Regions from separate parts of the Mus musculus genome. Here region 2 is linked to region 1. The links are chromatin contacts, called in public Hi-C maps. All regions are on one chromosome and are shown on one strand. The core of a region is the stretch at or near the end of the contact, and the rest is flanking DNA. Distances in the headings are between cores, read along the strand shown. Region 1 has its middle 10 kb from the start of Gm6961. Region 2 overlaps Arid2 (AT rich interactive domain 2 (ARID, RFX-like)).

The links. Hi-C and Micro-C count contacts between places; a contact is called where the count stands out from the background.
Region 2: a contact with region 1 is called in a Hi-C map of stem cell-derived neural stem cells, with 3 times the contacts expected there. The contact joins two enhancer-like sites. A contact is called at or near these places in 1 of 39 promoter capture datasets (neural stem cells), 2 of 15 datasets of contacts at CTCF or cohesin (large pre-B cells and pro-B cells), 25 of 484 Hi-C or Micro-C datasets (the C10 cell line, the G1E-ER4 cell line, the HL-1 cell line and 17 more), 4 of 115 datasets of contacts at active chromatin or transcription factors (T-cell acute lymphoblastic leukemia, astrocytes, double positive thymocytes and 1 more) and 1 of 9 other capture datasets (embryonic stem cells).

The regions. Positions count from the first base shown.
Region 1 is chr15:95,758,272-95,765,885 of GRCm38.p6, reverse strand. No RefSeq gene overlaps it. Among named protein-coding and RNA genes, the nearest start is that of Gm6961, 10 kb to the right of the region's middle. Within about 2 kb of position 2,780, at least 12 of the 459 cell types and tissues checked have an H3K27ac peak or open chromatin away from gene starts, as enhancers often do. A contact at or near this core is called in neural stem cells and stem cell-derived neural stem cells, where this site is marked.
Region 2 is chr15:96,391,955-96,399,568 of GRCm38.p6, reverse strand. Arid2 (AT rich interactive domain 2 (ARID, RFX-like)) reads right to left here. Exons shown (of 21, transcript NM_175251.4): 19 at 7,091-7,214; 20 at 6,905-6,996. Among named protein-coding and RNA genes, the nearest start is that of Gm41408, 56 kb to the left of the region's middle. Within about 2 kb of position 2,763, at least 13 of the 459 cell types and tissues checked have an H3K27ac peak or open chromatin away from gene starts, as enhancers often do. A contact at or near this core is called in neural stem cells and stem cell-derived neural stem cells, where this site is marked.

The DNA.
Region 1 (7,614 bases), core at 1,531-4,030:
GAGCAAAAGTGGACCTCCCTAGCTGCCTGGGCATCACCTATTAGAATGCTGTCTGTTACCATCATCGATCTTAAAACGAGGGAGCAAATTCCACTAACCCTACACTAATTCCTATCACCATACAGACATCCTCTGAGAACATATTACTCATATGAACATAGACTTTTGTTTGTTTGGTCTTCAGGACCTGGGTTTCCAAGCTTACCTTTCATCCATTATGTTATTAAATGAATTATTTTATTTTATTTTTAATCTAGCAGTCTTTTGTCTGTGCCTGGACTTCCTGGTAGAGGGTATGCACAATTCTGGCAAGTTAAAGCGGAATGAAGAGGTGCTAGGAGCAGAGACAGTTGGTGAGTGTTCTTCAGATTGGAAAACTTGGCACTCGACGGCAGTGGACAGAGTCCAGCAGTTAATGGCGGAGGGATTGAACCATGACTTATTCAGTACCCATCCTGCTTGCGGTATTCCAAATGTCAAGGATTCGTTCTGTTACATTGTTTCCATTTTACATCCGGAAATTACCCGAAGCATTCATTGATGACCAAGGCATGAAGTCCTTACAAATTATTCATTTGTTCAAATTGTTCTATAGGCCATTAGAGTCTTTTATGAAGCCTTTTTATCAATTATTTGTAATGACAATTTACACATTTAGCTATATTTTTAGTTTGCTGCTTGTTAAGCCTTAAAGCCTTAAAATGAGACAAAAAAACCTGCTTGAGACAATGTTTCACATGAGTGAAGTGATTCAAAAACAACAGCCAAAGACGTGGATCCAGCTGAATTCCCAGGGAGTTCCACTGACGTGATTCAAAAGTGTCTTTTATTATTACTTCACAACATTGAAAAAAAGTACATTTACTTATTTATTTAGGCGGGGGCTGGGTCATCTTCAGAGTGTGGGATCTGAGGTCAGCTTTTGGGGGTCAGTTCTCTCCTTCTACCGTTAGGGACCTGGGGGTTGAACTCAGGTTGTCAGGCTGGGACTTGAACCCTTTACCCACTGAGCCATCTCATGAGCCCCCTTTCACAACATCTGCCTGTCCTTTAGAGTCAGGGTTTCCTTAGTTACTCAAATAATATGGTGAGAATAATATTCACACAGCATGCCCCCACACATGCAGAATTGCACAGTGGACTTTGCTAATGATGCCACATATGTCCCCAAGGCTTCCTTTATGGGACCCCCTTTCTTTGTCTCCTCTCCCCTCCTTCTGTTCCTTGTTCATCTGTCATCTGGTTTCGTCCCTCCCCACCTCCCTTTTCTCTCTCCTCTCCTCTCCCTCCTCCTCTTTTCCATTCAGTCTTCTCCTCTGCAGTCTGTGCTCTGTCCTTTCTCTTATTCTTCTCTCTGAGTAACAGTTGTCGATGTATCAACAGATTGTTTACATTGGAAGGCCATCAACAGGTTGTCTACATTGGAAGGCCATGGCCCTAGTTTGAAAACAGGTCAACCAGGAACAGATATTAATTTACTTTGTGCTTACAGAATACACGAGCACTGATGTCTAAAGTTTCATTTTAACACCGTGATGTGCCACAATGACAATAATAATGATGTTGGGGCTAAATGATGTCATGGGTCACTTGTCTGGGTCTGGTGACAGCACTTGGGAGTCAGAGGCAAGAGAATCTTTGTGATATCAAGGCTAGCCTGGTTTATATAGTGACTTTCAGGCTAGCCAGGGCTACATAATGATGTTCTATCTCAAAGAGAGAGAGAGAGAGAGAGAGAGAGAGAGAGAGAGAGAGAGATTGGGGGGGGGAGTGTGCAGGTGATCAGATTTGCCAAGCTGATTGGGCAAATCAGTATCATGATCAGCACTCAGACATTATAACTCTGGAGTCAGTGTGTACCACGAAGCCGTGCCCAGGAGCAACCATTAAAAATAAATATTCTAGTTCTCTTTAAAACCCACTGAACAGCTCTTATGGATGAAATTAATGTTGCAAGATAGTATTATGCCACAGGAGAGGAGAAGGGTCTTTAACGTCCTGTCTCCAAATGTTCTGCTATCACCAATAAGACAGGACCTGTAGGATGCTTTTAAAGAATCATCGTCCAGCATCCTTCTGATTGGTTATTTATTTATTTATTATTTATTATTATTAGTTTTTTACTTCAGTCTGCCTAAATGCTCTGAACAGAGACACACCTGCTATGATCCTGGAGACAGCAACATCTAATGAGTCAGCAGAACGGAATTTGACTGCCTATGTCTTGACCCAGTAGCCAACCACACCCGACACACCCCCTGACTATCCAAGCCGGAGTAAGGAGGGATTTGAGTGCTAACTTCCCCTACACCATTTACGCAGGGCTCCCGCTCTCCCAATCAGTGCACTTGAAATAAGCCACTGTACCTTGGGATGAAGAGTCTGCAGGACTCCAAGTCATTCAAAAACAGAGTCTTATGAATAAATATAAGAGAGAGAGAGAGAGAGAGAGAGAGAGAGAGAGAGAGAGAGAGAGAGAGAGAGAGAGAGGAGGGAGGGAGGGAGGGAGAGAGAGAGAGGGGGGGAGAGAGAGAGGGGGAGAGAGAGAGAGGGAGAGGGGGAGAGAGAGAGAGGGAGAGGGAGAGGGAGGGAGAGGGAGAGGGAGAGGGAGGGAGAGAGAGAGAGAGAGAGAGAGAGAGAGAGAGAGAGAGAGAGAGAGAGAGAGAGAGAAAGAGAGAGAGAGAGAGAGACCTGATTAGGATGAGCAAACAGACCTAGGGAGTTCAGATAACCACGGAGACTCAGCTGAGCTGGACCAAAGCTAACCTCTTGATTCCCGGCTCTGGGCTGCCCCCTTGTGGTCAGCCTTGAACAGCGCTGGTTAAACTGACCACCCCTGACAATGTCCTCTCTTTCATTTCTACCCTAGAAGGAATAAAATGACAAACTGATTTACAAAACAACTAGCAGTCGAGTCTCCATCAGGTCGTCGTCTGCTTTCTATTCTAGTGCTTCTAAACACTGTGAACACGCCTAGCCTTATAAACGCTGTGAACACACCTAGCCATGGTCACATCGCATGTATCTATTTAGTCTGTGCAAGTTGGGGGGAAAAGTACAAGATTGTCTACCTACAGTGACACACTGGTTTTAGGGGTACCACAGAACCACAAAATTCTGCCTTTGTAGATTATCTTGCTTATGCCTCTCACTAACTTCCCTGCTTGTGAGAAAGCACGAAAATTGACATTAAAATTCTGCCGCGTGAAGCTGCTGTCTCTCTTTGGCAACGACTCTCAACCTTCCTAACACTGCAACCCTTTGATAGAGTCCCTCATGTTGTGGTGACCTCCAGCCATAAAAGTATCCTGTGGCTCTTTCATGCCTGTAATTTTGCTACTGTTATGTGTCATAATGTATATATCTGGTATGCAGAGAGTCTTAGGCAACACCTGTGAAAGGGTCGTTCAACCCCAAAAGGGATCGCGACCCACAGGTTGAGAACCAGTGCTTTAGAGCCTTGCAAAGACACGCACTGTACTGAAATTCGTTCTTCTCATTTTCCCCTGACGTGCTCCTCAAAAGGACGCAAGGTTCACGTGATGTCAAGCGGCTTTGCTATTCTTGGTCTGAAGTTTCAGAGATTAATGTCCAATATTTCATACACATAGGCACATATATGCACACATGCATAGAAAATTGTCCCCTAATTACTATGTTTTACTAATTTTTATAAGGTATGAAAAAGGGGGGGCAAGCATTTGACTAAAGCAACTTCCATACCATAGCTGCCTTTATCTTTGTGAGATGCATACAAGACCTACAGATGTTGCCTGAAGTGTAGAGATGACCAAATCCTATGTGTACTATACATGTCCTACATAAGAATGTGTACCTCTGATAATCTTTAATTTACAAATTAAACACAGTAACTAACTAGCAACAGCGAATAACAAATCAGAGCCATATAAGGATACAATATCATCACAGCTGTGTGAGTAATGCCACATCTTTCTGTAAGTATCTTCCATGATAAACTCATCCCTCCTATAACTGAAATTGTGAGAGGCCCACCCACACATAAGGTGGGCTACCACATCCCAGTTCAGGGCAAAAGTCAAAGCAACCTTAGAAACCATTCTTCTAAATCCGCAAGCCAAGAGCATAAGGTGAGCAGTCTGTTTTTAACTTTACAAAAGGAGGTGGGAGGTTCCGGTCCCTGAACTTGATGGAACCTGAGCGTGGGTTAACCTTCAAGGGACACTTGCTGCTGCAGTTCTGGAAAGGCCAGCTCTGGACTGTAGTCTGCACGGGCTCAGGGTCGACTGTTCCCACAACAGGTGGAGCAGATGGCGACTTCTCCTGGACTCATCCCAAGTTGGGCTTTGCATTTTTTTTTCAAGAGAAAAATCAAATGCTTTGATGAATGTATCCTTCTTCCCTGATGCTAGAAGGGTTTAGTTCTGGCTTCCTTTCCAATGGTCTGGTGGAGAGGATGGCGAATTTTTATGAATTTTTTTTGCTGTTTTCAGGCTGGAAAAGAAAGAATAGATAGAGCTTCTGTGGGATTGACTTGGAACCATTGAGATATATGCATACTTTTGTGGTCTTATTTCCTTCCTTCCTTCCTTCCTTCCTTCCTTCCTTCCTTCCTTCCTTCCTTCCTTCCTTCCCTCCCTCCCTCCCTCCCTCCCTCCCTCCCTCCCTCCCTCCTTCCTTCCTTCCTCCCTCCCTCCCACTGAAACATGACCTCTCTACGAAATCAGAGATGCGACTTTCTTTGCTAACTGATGTTGAAGGTATATAATGAGAGTACTCCTGTTTACCATGACAGGAAACATCATATGCTTTCACATGGTCAAAACCATGCAGGAAGTGCTACTGGAAGTGTTTCGAAGGGACAGATGAAGTGTGGCAGTTAGGGTCCCTGATTGTGAGTCGAAACAGTGACTTATACTACTTCAAATACCTGAATGGCGCTGTTAATGCCAGAAACAAAGGCAACCATCTGTATTCCATTTTTATTACTTGTAACTAATTGAAGGGATGATCTCCCCCCGCCCCAAAGTCTCCTTACAGGCAGAATAACACCTGGTGGCGTTCATGAGATGCTAGCATAGTTAAGACTACGTCCCTGAGGTTCATAGAGTGCTCCCAAAGTGCTTTCTGGAGTAAGACAATCACCATCTCGAGTCCTTCTGTTTTTAAATGACTTGAGCCATTAGGCACGCTTTCTCACGCCAAGGTGGACTCTCTCTGTAAACACCATCCCTTCCCCTCTACTGTGAAGCATTAAACCTAAGAGCTGTCCCTCATTGGTGTTAGACCCAGCAGGTATGGACAGTCCAGGCCACTCTTGGGTTCTGGCATCTCCCCCTCTCCCGGGTCACCTCGCTCACAGGGTAACACCCTGGTTCTCATCCATCCTGCCAACTGTGCTGGTCTGCTGCCTGGACGCTTCTAACATTTTACACCATCATCAAATGCCCATTCTCTGTGCTCGTGTAGGTTTGATCTCTTAAAGCAAGTCTTTCCTTCTTACCCTACCATCTTCATCTTTTGTTTTTCAATGAAAAAATTATTCTATTCTTTATTTTCTTCCCCTTTTCCCTCCAGACCTCATGACCTGGTATCTGTCTTCATGGTCTGCTGACATGGTCTGTGATGGTGTCACTGTGGACCATGAAGGTGAGTTGACAAGAGGCTCTGAGAGTAGACACGAGGGTCAATAGGTGCAGATCAGCTTTCAATTCACACCTCTGGCTGCTGTGTGGTCCTGGTGATGTGTTTACATTTTCTCAGTGTTGGATTCCTCCTTGGCGACAGGAATTATTGTGAAGGCTAGATAAGGACACAGTTTGAAGTCTGGCCTTTACTGACATGTGGTAATTGTTACTAATATGATGCAATTTGATGCTTTGATACCCATGTGTGGCGGAGAGTAACGAGTCAGGCTGATTAGCAGTCCCTCATCTCAAATATTTATCAGCTTACGGTATTTTTGACTATCCCCTCTTTTAACCATTTTGAAATATACAGTATGTTATTAATCATAGTCACCTTGCTATGCAATAGAGCTGACTGCGCCATTGAACCAGTGTCTCATGGTAATCAATGCATTATTTGCTATCGCCCACAGCTATTGTGTTAGTCTATTTGTGCTTCTATAACAAAATAACCAAGGCTGAATAATTTATAAACAACAACTGTGTTTATAATATTATTTTCTCCTGGTTTTCTCCCATCCCTTTGAACATTTCTTCTGCACTTTCTCCTGGTCTATAGCTAAAATGCTCTGTTTGGTCACTCTGTATGCACATGTTATTTAAGATTAGATTTAGCAGTGAGAAGTTCCAAGCCTCCCCAAACAATGACGTCAACAAGAAAAAGAATAATTTTCTTCTCAACGTCTGGATGTGGAGAGATCGGTGCTAAGGTGACAACTGTTCACAGAGTTCCTGAAGCTCCTCCTAGTGTGGTCCTTGCTCTGTTCAGCATCCATCTCCAAGGTCACCTGTGCCTTAAGCTCAGTCCTTCAGGTCTGAATTCTCACAGGAAGGGTGCAGAGCAAAGGGCAAAAAGGAGTTGACAGCTGCTTTTGATTGGTCTAGACTAACTCGTATGGCCACTCCTGGCTTCCCTAGGCGTGAGACATGCAGGTTGGCTGGGTTAAAAGGTAAGGATCCTACTGAGCAATCAGATCTACTCACCGGCCTCCATACCATGCCAAAACGCTCCTGGGTGTTATCCATTTTACGACACATGGCATTCACACAACTATCTCCAGAAGTGTACCTGAGCTCTCTAGGGATGTCCTAAGCTGGGTAACTTAAGACACAGATGCTGTCTCACAGTTTGGTATGGTATGTATTCTGTACTGTATATATGTTTACATCTGTATGCATTGGTATGCGCATATATTATATATATGCACATATGTTCTTCTTTCGTAGAATTACCCCACAGGAGAGTCTGATAAAGGGCACATGTGATTTTGATCTGGCCCCCTTAGGGCTGTAACGACAATTTCAGCGTGGATTTGAGGCCCATGCTTTCAGTTCAGAGTGTGCTCTGTTGTGGTATCGTCTCATGCGCTTCTCATGTTCTGTGTGTTGTTCTCACTGTCTCAGACATGATACCCATATTTACCGGATTTTTCAGCATAGTTCTACTATCATATAATTTTGTTTTGTTTTGTTTCTTGTTTTTCAGACAGGCTTTCTCTGGGTAGTCCTGGCTGTCCTAGAACTTGCTCTGTAGACCAGGGCAGCCTTGACTTCAGACATCTACCTGCCCCTGCCTCCCATTTACTGGGCTTAAAAAGGAGTGTGCCCCCACCATCTGGCTATAATTCATTTTTTTTAAAAGATGATTGATATCTTAGATTGCTGAAGTATCAGTGGACGCTCACACATTTGTAAGGATTTGATGTGAAAATTACTAATTGGAGAGACCTGTTTTAGACTCTAAGTTCTCATTGGCTGGACCTCTGAAATATGGCCAATAGACTCGATGCTGGTTTTCCGGTTCTCATCCCTTCCTGAATTGTACTAAGCATGAGGGGGTGTTTATGAGAGGCAGCATGCAGAGCCCTGCCTCGTTCTAGGGTAAGTGAGGTAGCTAACTGATGGCACCAGGCTGGTCTGTGTCCTCTCTTTACCTCCTCCCACACCA
Region 2 (7,614 bases), core at 1,514-4,013, 630 kb before region 1:
AAAATACCAGGAGAATCTGCTCAAATTCATGAAGCTACTGGGTAGAGGCAAGAAGGGGGCATGTGGCTGTCTTCATGGTCTCCTCATTTCTACTGAAATGCAGTTTACTATGACATGACTTTACACACTAAAAACACCACATTGCTAATAGTGCAGGCGTGGCTACGGTTACCTTTGAGTATCTCCTTCATTTCAAACAGAAACCCAATCACAGTAGCTGTCACTTCCCACTCGGGATTCCCAAGACTCCTTTTTTAAACATAACATGAACTTTCCCAACTCGGTAACGTAAGTGTCTTGATCCTACATGCTAACCCCTGTCTGTCTCCAGCCCTTTTATTTCAAATATAACCACAAAACAGCAGTTCCCCACTCCATCCTCCCTTAATGCGGTGGCTCTCACCCTCCCTAATGCTGTGACCCCTTAACACAGTTCCTCGTGCTGTGCTGACCCCAACCATAACACTCTTCTTGATATTTCATACATGTAATTTTGCTACCATTATGAACTGTAATGACATTATTTAGAGACAGAGGTTTGCCTAAAGTGTCTCAACCCACAGGGTGAGAATGGATTCCTTAATTGGTCTGTCTGTACTTGTTCTGGTAGTGATCGTCCAGAACTGAGATCCAACCCCCTGAGCCTGGTTTACGTCTGAGGATGTCCTCAAGGCTCACAGCTGAGGGAGGCACACATTAGCACTTTTGTCTTTAAGGCGCAGTAACACCCCACTTTAGTACTACAAAGTTTTCTCTCCTTGAGGAGCTAGCTGAGCAGGTTTCCTCAGCAGCTGGGACTTTTGTATACAGTCTCAATATTAACCCCTTACCGAGTAGGTGATGTTTCAATGACTCTCACTCTGGGTTGCCGTTTACTGTTGGCACTGCCTTTCCACATGCACCTTTCAGTCCTGTCTGTCTGCATCGTTGCCTCTGCTTCTGATGCTGCAGACCAGGAATCGCTGTTAAGTCCAATGACAGGCAGCCTTTGCCTCGTGCTTTCTGACTGGTTAGTAGTTTTAGCTCATTTATGCTAAAACTCATTGATCTATTTTGAGCTAAGATATATACGGCAATAGCAGCTGTTCAGTTTCTTTCACAGATACAAGTCTCGTTTTCCCAACATCATTTGCTGGAGAGACAGCCAGAGACCGAGAGAGCGGCTGGCTCCCTTACTGAAGATCCCTCAGCCGTGTGAGGCGGACTCTGGGGTCTCTCTTCAGCTCTATTTAGACAAGTCAGTAGGTATGTGGCTCACATCTAGAGAGTGTGGGGGACCCGATGCTCTTTTCTGACCTCCACAGGCTCCAGGCATATAAATGGTTATAAAATATAACAAAAAACTTTTTAAAATGTTTAAAAAGCACTATTGGATTTTCAAATAAGAGCCAAGTATATAGTTAGCAAAAGGAGACAAACCTTGAGACAAAACAACCCCCCTCACATAAACCCTAGCACCTCCCATCGCGCAGGGAACAATGTGTAGGGTTAGCGTAACCTCATGTTGTACAAACAGAAATGTGCTAGGATTGTTCCGCTGCCAATCGGATTCCTTGCTTTCTCCTTCACATGCAGGCCTCTCCCAGATGCTCAGTGCTCTCACACAGCACCGGAGGGACACACCTGTCTCACCAGGCATCCTAGGCTGACTTCAAAGTTGCAATCCCTGTGATGTACTCTATAGTCCTGCCTGACGGTGGCTGACCCTTTTAGGTCCAACTACCCTAAGCGTTCTCACAACATGAAGTTAACCATAGCGCAAATACAGCAGACAACCTCTGGCTCAGTGCTTCATGGTCAGAGAAACAGGCTTCGTCATCTGAGCCCAAACACAAACTTAGGATGTTAAGAACAGCTCTAAGGAAAAGTTATTTGGTTTTTCAAATTCTCTGAACAAATTCCAATTAGATCTGTAGGAGAAAAGGAACTTGCCAGTCTCCTCTCTGTCTGTCTGTCACACACTCACTGGGTGACTCTCACTTTCACATGTATGTCTGGTGCCGAAATGCAACCATTTAAATAAATACCCAATCTCTCTCTTCAAAGAACTCCACAAGCAGTCGAGGGGCAGTGTTCTCTGGAGCCGATTAGGGCATGAGGAAGACAACAGGAATGAGCATGGTAACCCTGGATGCACAATTCTAGCCTGCATTTGGGGAGCACTCTAGTGTTCATGCTGGGACTGTACAGTCTGAACATGGCTTAGCAGAGAAAAAGACTGTAAAACTGTTTACAGAACAGACAGCTGAGAGAAAGAACAACAACAAACTTAGCAGGAATAGAAAACGCCTCAAGGGGCAGGACATAGGGCTGGGGATCGGGCTTAGTGGGGAAGGACACTGGCTGCTCTTCCAGGCGACCTGGGTTTAATTTCCAGCACTCACATGGAAGTTCACAACCATTCTAACTCTAGTTCCAGGGGATCCAGCGCCCTCTTTTGGCTTCCGTAGGCACTGTACACACATGATGCACAGATATTCCTGTGGCAAAACTCCTACACACAAAAGAAAACATAAAGAAAAGGTGAGGAAGAGGAAAAGGAGAGAAGAAAGAGAAAAGAAAGAAGAAAGGCTAGAGAAAGCAGTGCTCATCTGAGCAGAACCAGAGACAAAGAAACTCAGAAGGATATACTGCCAGGAAGGACAGCAGAACCCTGGAACAAAAGTTCCAAGGTGAAGATGAAAGAGTCTAATGTGAATAGGAAGTGACATGCGCTTTTCTGTGGTGCAGAGCAGGCTACGGTGCACAAAGGAGGCTGCGGAAGGAGGAGGAGCATGCTGTGATGTACACAAGACACTAGTTTGCTGGGGCCTCTTCTAGCCTAGCATGTGTTTGGATATGGGATCAGTCTCTAGCACCAAACCAACACACCCCCAACACAAAACCAATAACTTTGTACTTTCCATGTTGCACATTAACAAAAAATTATTCCTGAGACACTTGTCTTCCTGGGTCTGTTATCACATTCAATATACTTTCTAGTCCCATCCACTGATGTGCTAGTTCCAGTTTTGTCTTGTTTTGTTTTGAACATGTTAATAGGTAGCATCCACAGTGAAGATCACATTCGCTTCCGCTTGCCAGCTGATGACATTCAGGCTGTTTCCCTTTGTTTCCCTATTGTGAGCAGAGCAGCCGTGACAAGGCAGAGCAAGAGAGCAAGCGGCCTTTGGGCAGATGCCCAAGGGTGGTAGAGCTGGACAATACGATCCATTTATTTTTAGCTTTTTTAATTTTCCACACTTGTTTCCAGAGGGCCTTAGCAGTTTTCAGTCCCACCAACAGAGAAGCCGTGAAGAAGGCTCCCTCACTCAGATCCTCTCCGGCATTTCTTGTCTGTTGTTTTGTTTGATGTTTGCCATTCTGACTGGGGTAGGATGAAACCTCAAAATTATTTGATTTGCTTTTCTCTGATAGGGCAATCAACATTTTTATGAGATTTATTTAGTCATTACTTTTTACTCTTTTGAGAAATCTATGCAGATCTACAGCTCACTTTTTGAATGGGTCGTTTGTTTAGTGACTTTGTAATTTTATTTTTTGGTTCTTTATGGATTCTGAGTGGACAGCTGGAAGGTCTTCCCCGTTCCGTGTCTCCTCTTCACTGGACTGCTTGTTTCTTTAGCCACAGAGGGTTTCTCAGTGCTGTGAAGCCCTCGTCGGCGCTGGCTGCCGGCCCTGAGCCGTCTCCACACTGCACCTTGGAGGTTAGTGTGCATGCTTTACTCTAGCGCGTACTCTCGTCCACTTGGAGTCAGATTTTGTGTACAGAGACGGATACAGGTCCATTCTCACTCTTTGGCCTGGGACACTGGGACACTCAAGTCTCCCTGCCGCCATTTGCTACACATCTCTTTTCTCCAGTGTCTTTTGGCTTCTCTGTAGTCCCACCCACTCATGCTCAGATCTTTTGCTTTCATAATCTACACGTATGACTTGGTGCCATTACTATACACTGCTTCTGGCTTTATTGTTATGGCTCTGCAATACATCCTGAAATCTGAAATTATAATCCCTCAGCACTGTTCTTTTGGCTCAGGTTTCTTGGGCTATCCAGGGTGTTTTGTGATTCCATATTAATTTTTGGATAGTTTTTTTTTTTCCCTATTTTTGTGAAAAATGACATGAGGATTTTTGATTGGACTTGAAGATCTGAACTGGATCTGACCCAAAAGTCTCCTCCCTGAGGACTAGCTTCCATAGCACTAGAAGGTGCTGTGCCAGGTTACAAGAGCGGGAAGCAACCAACAGTGCTACACGGTGGTAATGCCTACGAGCCACAGCAGTGACCTGCATGGCAAGGTATTCCTGTGGGCACAGCAGAGGCAAACAGAGGCACATAACTTGGCAAGAACCAACAGCTCTCTAATGAGTCTTAAGGCCTACTCAAGAGAAGGACAGCATACCTGGCGCTGGAAACGTCACAAGTTCCCTGGGGTTAGAACGGTCACAGATCTTAGAAGAGAGGCTACTCCTGAAACTTTAACAAATCATAGTGCTTTCTAACTGCTAAATGCTAAATACTTATGCTTAACCCACACGTAACTGTAGCTCTAGTTTCTCATCCAAAAAACTTACCTTTGCAACAGATGGTAATCAACCCCAGAGAACCACAGGTAGTCCGAATGTAGGAGAAAAAGTAACCATGCGTCACCCCGCCCCAACAGATACACACAGACAACACACTTCTGCAGCTAAGGCTCAGAAACACGGAAGTCGCCAGAGATATTTTAAGAGCCAGGAAATTTGCTATGAAATTGTGTCTGAGAAATGACAGGGAAACTATATCCATGAATATCCACAATATCCACAGCTGCCTAAATAAGACCTGAACAAGCACAATACCAATAGGCATGCTAATCCGGTAGGGAGCCTTACCAACAAAGAACTATAGCCAATTTCAGAGCTTGCTGAGAGAAGAAAACAAGCCTTCCCTGGGGGTGAACCTCTTAACTGGTTAACTAATGCCAAGTCAACAACAGTCCTGAAATCATGTCTCCACAAGAACGAGTGTGTGTGTGTGTGTGTGTGTGTGTGTGTGTGTGTGTGTGTTTGGTCCCCCTCTCCCCTCATCCCTACAGCGTGGACACGACTGGCCTCTACTTCTCTACTCTCTCCCTCTCTCTGCCGTTTTCTGCCTCTCCTTCCCTCTTAACTCCCGCTCAGATGCTCGGAATAAACTCTATTCTATGCTATACCGTTGTGTGCTGGTCCCTCAGGGGGAAGGGATGCCTTGTCTTGGGCCCATTGTGGCATCCCCTGCCCCCACACCTCACCACACCCAAATAGAACATATTCTTATATTTGTTTATCTTTTTATAGTCACAATACAATGAGCGTGTGAGGAAACAAGGCTGGTGAAGACATGGAAGGAGCTGGAGTAGGAAATGGAAGGGTGAAATGACGCAGTTGTATGTTAATGGGATTTCAAAGTAACATCACTTGCAAAAGTCTAAACACTGATATAGTGAAATTACCTCCCTTTGTAATTAATTCCAGTTTTTATGCTTTGAAAAATCGACTTGAATCATTGTAATACCTAAAACAACGTGAGTGGGTAGAGCTGGAAGGCTATGGACGAGATGGGCCTGTGAAGTAAGAGGCGCTTACAGGCAGCTTAGCTGAGGATGCGGGAAGAGTAAACAGGAGATGGGCTGAAGGGAGACCCTAGGTTAGTGGCTCTTAGCCTGGGGGTTGTGACCCCCACTTGTCTATCTCCAAAACTATTTACATTAAGATTCGTAACAGTTTGGAGCTAAGATGAAAGGAGGGACCATCCCCACCCTGGGATCCATCCCATAATCAGCTGCCAAACGTAGACATTATTGCACATGCCAGTAAGGTTTTGCTGAAAGGACCCTGATATAGCTGTCTCGTGTGAGGCGATGCCAGTGCCTGGCAAATACAAAAGTGGATGCTCACAGTCATCTATTGGATGGAACACAGGGCCCCCAATGGAGGAGCTAGAGAAAGTACCCAAGGAGCTGAAGGAGTCTGCAACCCTATAGGTGGAACAACAATATGAACTAACCAGTGCCCCCAGGAGCTCGTGTCTCTAGCTACATATGTAGCAGAAGATGGCCTAGTCGGCCATCACTGGGAAGAAAGGACCCTAGGTCTTGCAAACTTTATATGCCCCAGTACAGGGGAATGCCAGGGCCAAGAAGTGGGAGTGGGTGGGTAGGGGAAGAGGGTGTGGATGGGTATGTAGGGGACTTTCGGGATAGCATTTGAAATGTAAATGAAGAAAATATCTAATAAAAAATTGGAAGAAAAAAAAGATTAATAACAGTAGCAAAATTCCAGCTGTGAAGCAGCAATGAACATAATTTTATGGTGCGGGTCACCATGACCTAGGAGCTGCATCAAGGGCCGCAGTGTTAAGGGAGGCTGAGAGCCACTACTGCAGAGGACAGAGTCTGAAGGATGAAGAGTCATTCCTTACTTTCCAAATACATTTACAGATTGCACTTTTTTCTAAGTCCACTAGAGGGAAATTATAAAACATCGAAAGTATTACAATGATACCTAATATTCATAGCTCTGACAAGCTTATATCAAACACCAAATGTCAAAGGGAACTGGATTGATTCTGCATGATGCAAAGGACCAATTCCATCTTATGTTTCTTCAGAAGAAGAACTTTTTCCCCCAGTAAATGCTAAGGCCAGGAAGAAAAATGTCAATAAAACAAGTTTAAGGCTTGTTTTCTGTTTTTTTTTTTTTTTTTTTTTTTTTTTTTAAACTGTTTTGGCTTTGAAGAGATCATGATGTCCTGGCCTTAGCATAAGATTTGGACACATTCACAACTCAATCAGGAAAAACAGCAAAAAGAGACAGGCAATGCTACTCACTCACGGATGGCGGCAGCCAGTTTGCTGTGGTTACAGAGACCGTTACTCACCTGCGCCCACACTCTGAGTATTTACCAATATTTTTTAATATTAAGGCAGCTGTTAGTCGGATGTGTTTAGTTATTGGTCCCTCTTTTTCATCCTTAAAAAGAATGGAGAACATAAAAAAAAAGAATAAAGATCTAACTCACAGAGGACCACCCCCTCCATGGACAAGGTTTGGAAGGGGCACTCACTGTGAAGTCCCGGAAGACGAGGTTCCTTGAGCCTCTCCGCAGAGCCATGAGTGCAGCACTGGGGTGGCTTGCAATGGCCTTCTGGGCTCTGGGCGCAGAGCCTGTGCCCCCCACGGTGGGCTGCCTAAGTGATCAGATGGACACGGTTAGATGCACAGAGAGACAACTGTGCCCACCCAGCCCACACATGCCTACGCTGTGTTAGGGCTGTATTTTCCAGTCGATCCCTTTTCTTTCAGACAGGGTCTTAGCTATGGAGCTCAGGCAGGCCTTGATCTGTCCACCCTACTGCCTGCTGGTATTACAGGACACAGTGCTGCACACCGCTCAGTCTGTCCGTTTCAGAGCAAACAACAAACAGATTGCCCTGCATGGTCCATCTCTGTTACTATGTGAGCTAACTGCAGCATAGCATGGCAGCAGAGGTGGAGAGTTCTCATCGTCTTTGACAGTGATGTGAAGAAGCAAAGAGCCTGCAATTTCAGATCAGGAAGAAAACTGCCCTGGGAATCAGAACCTCGGCT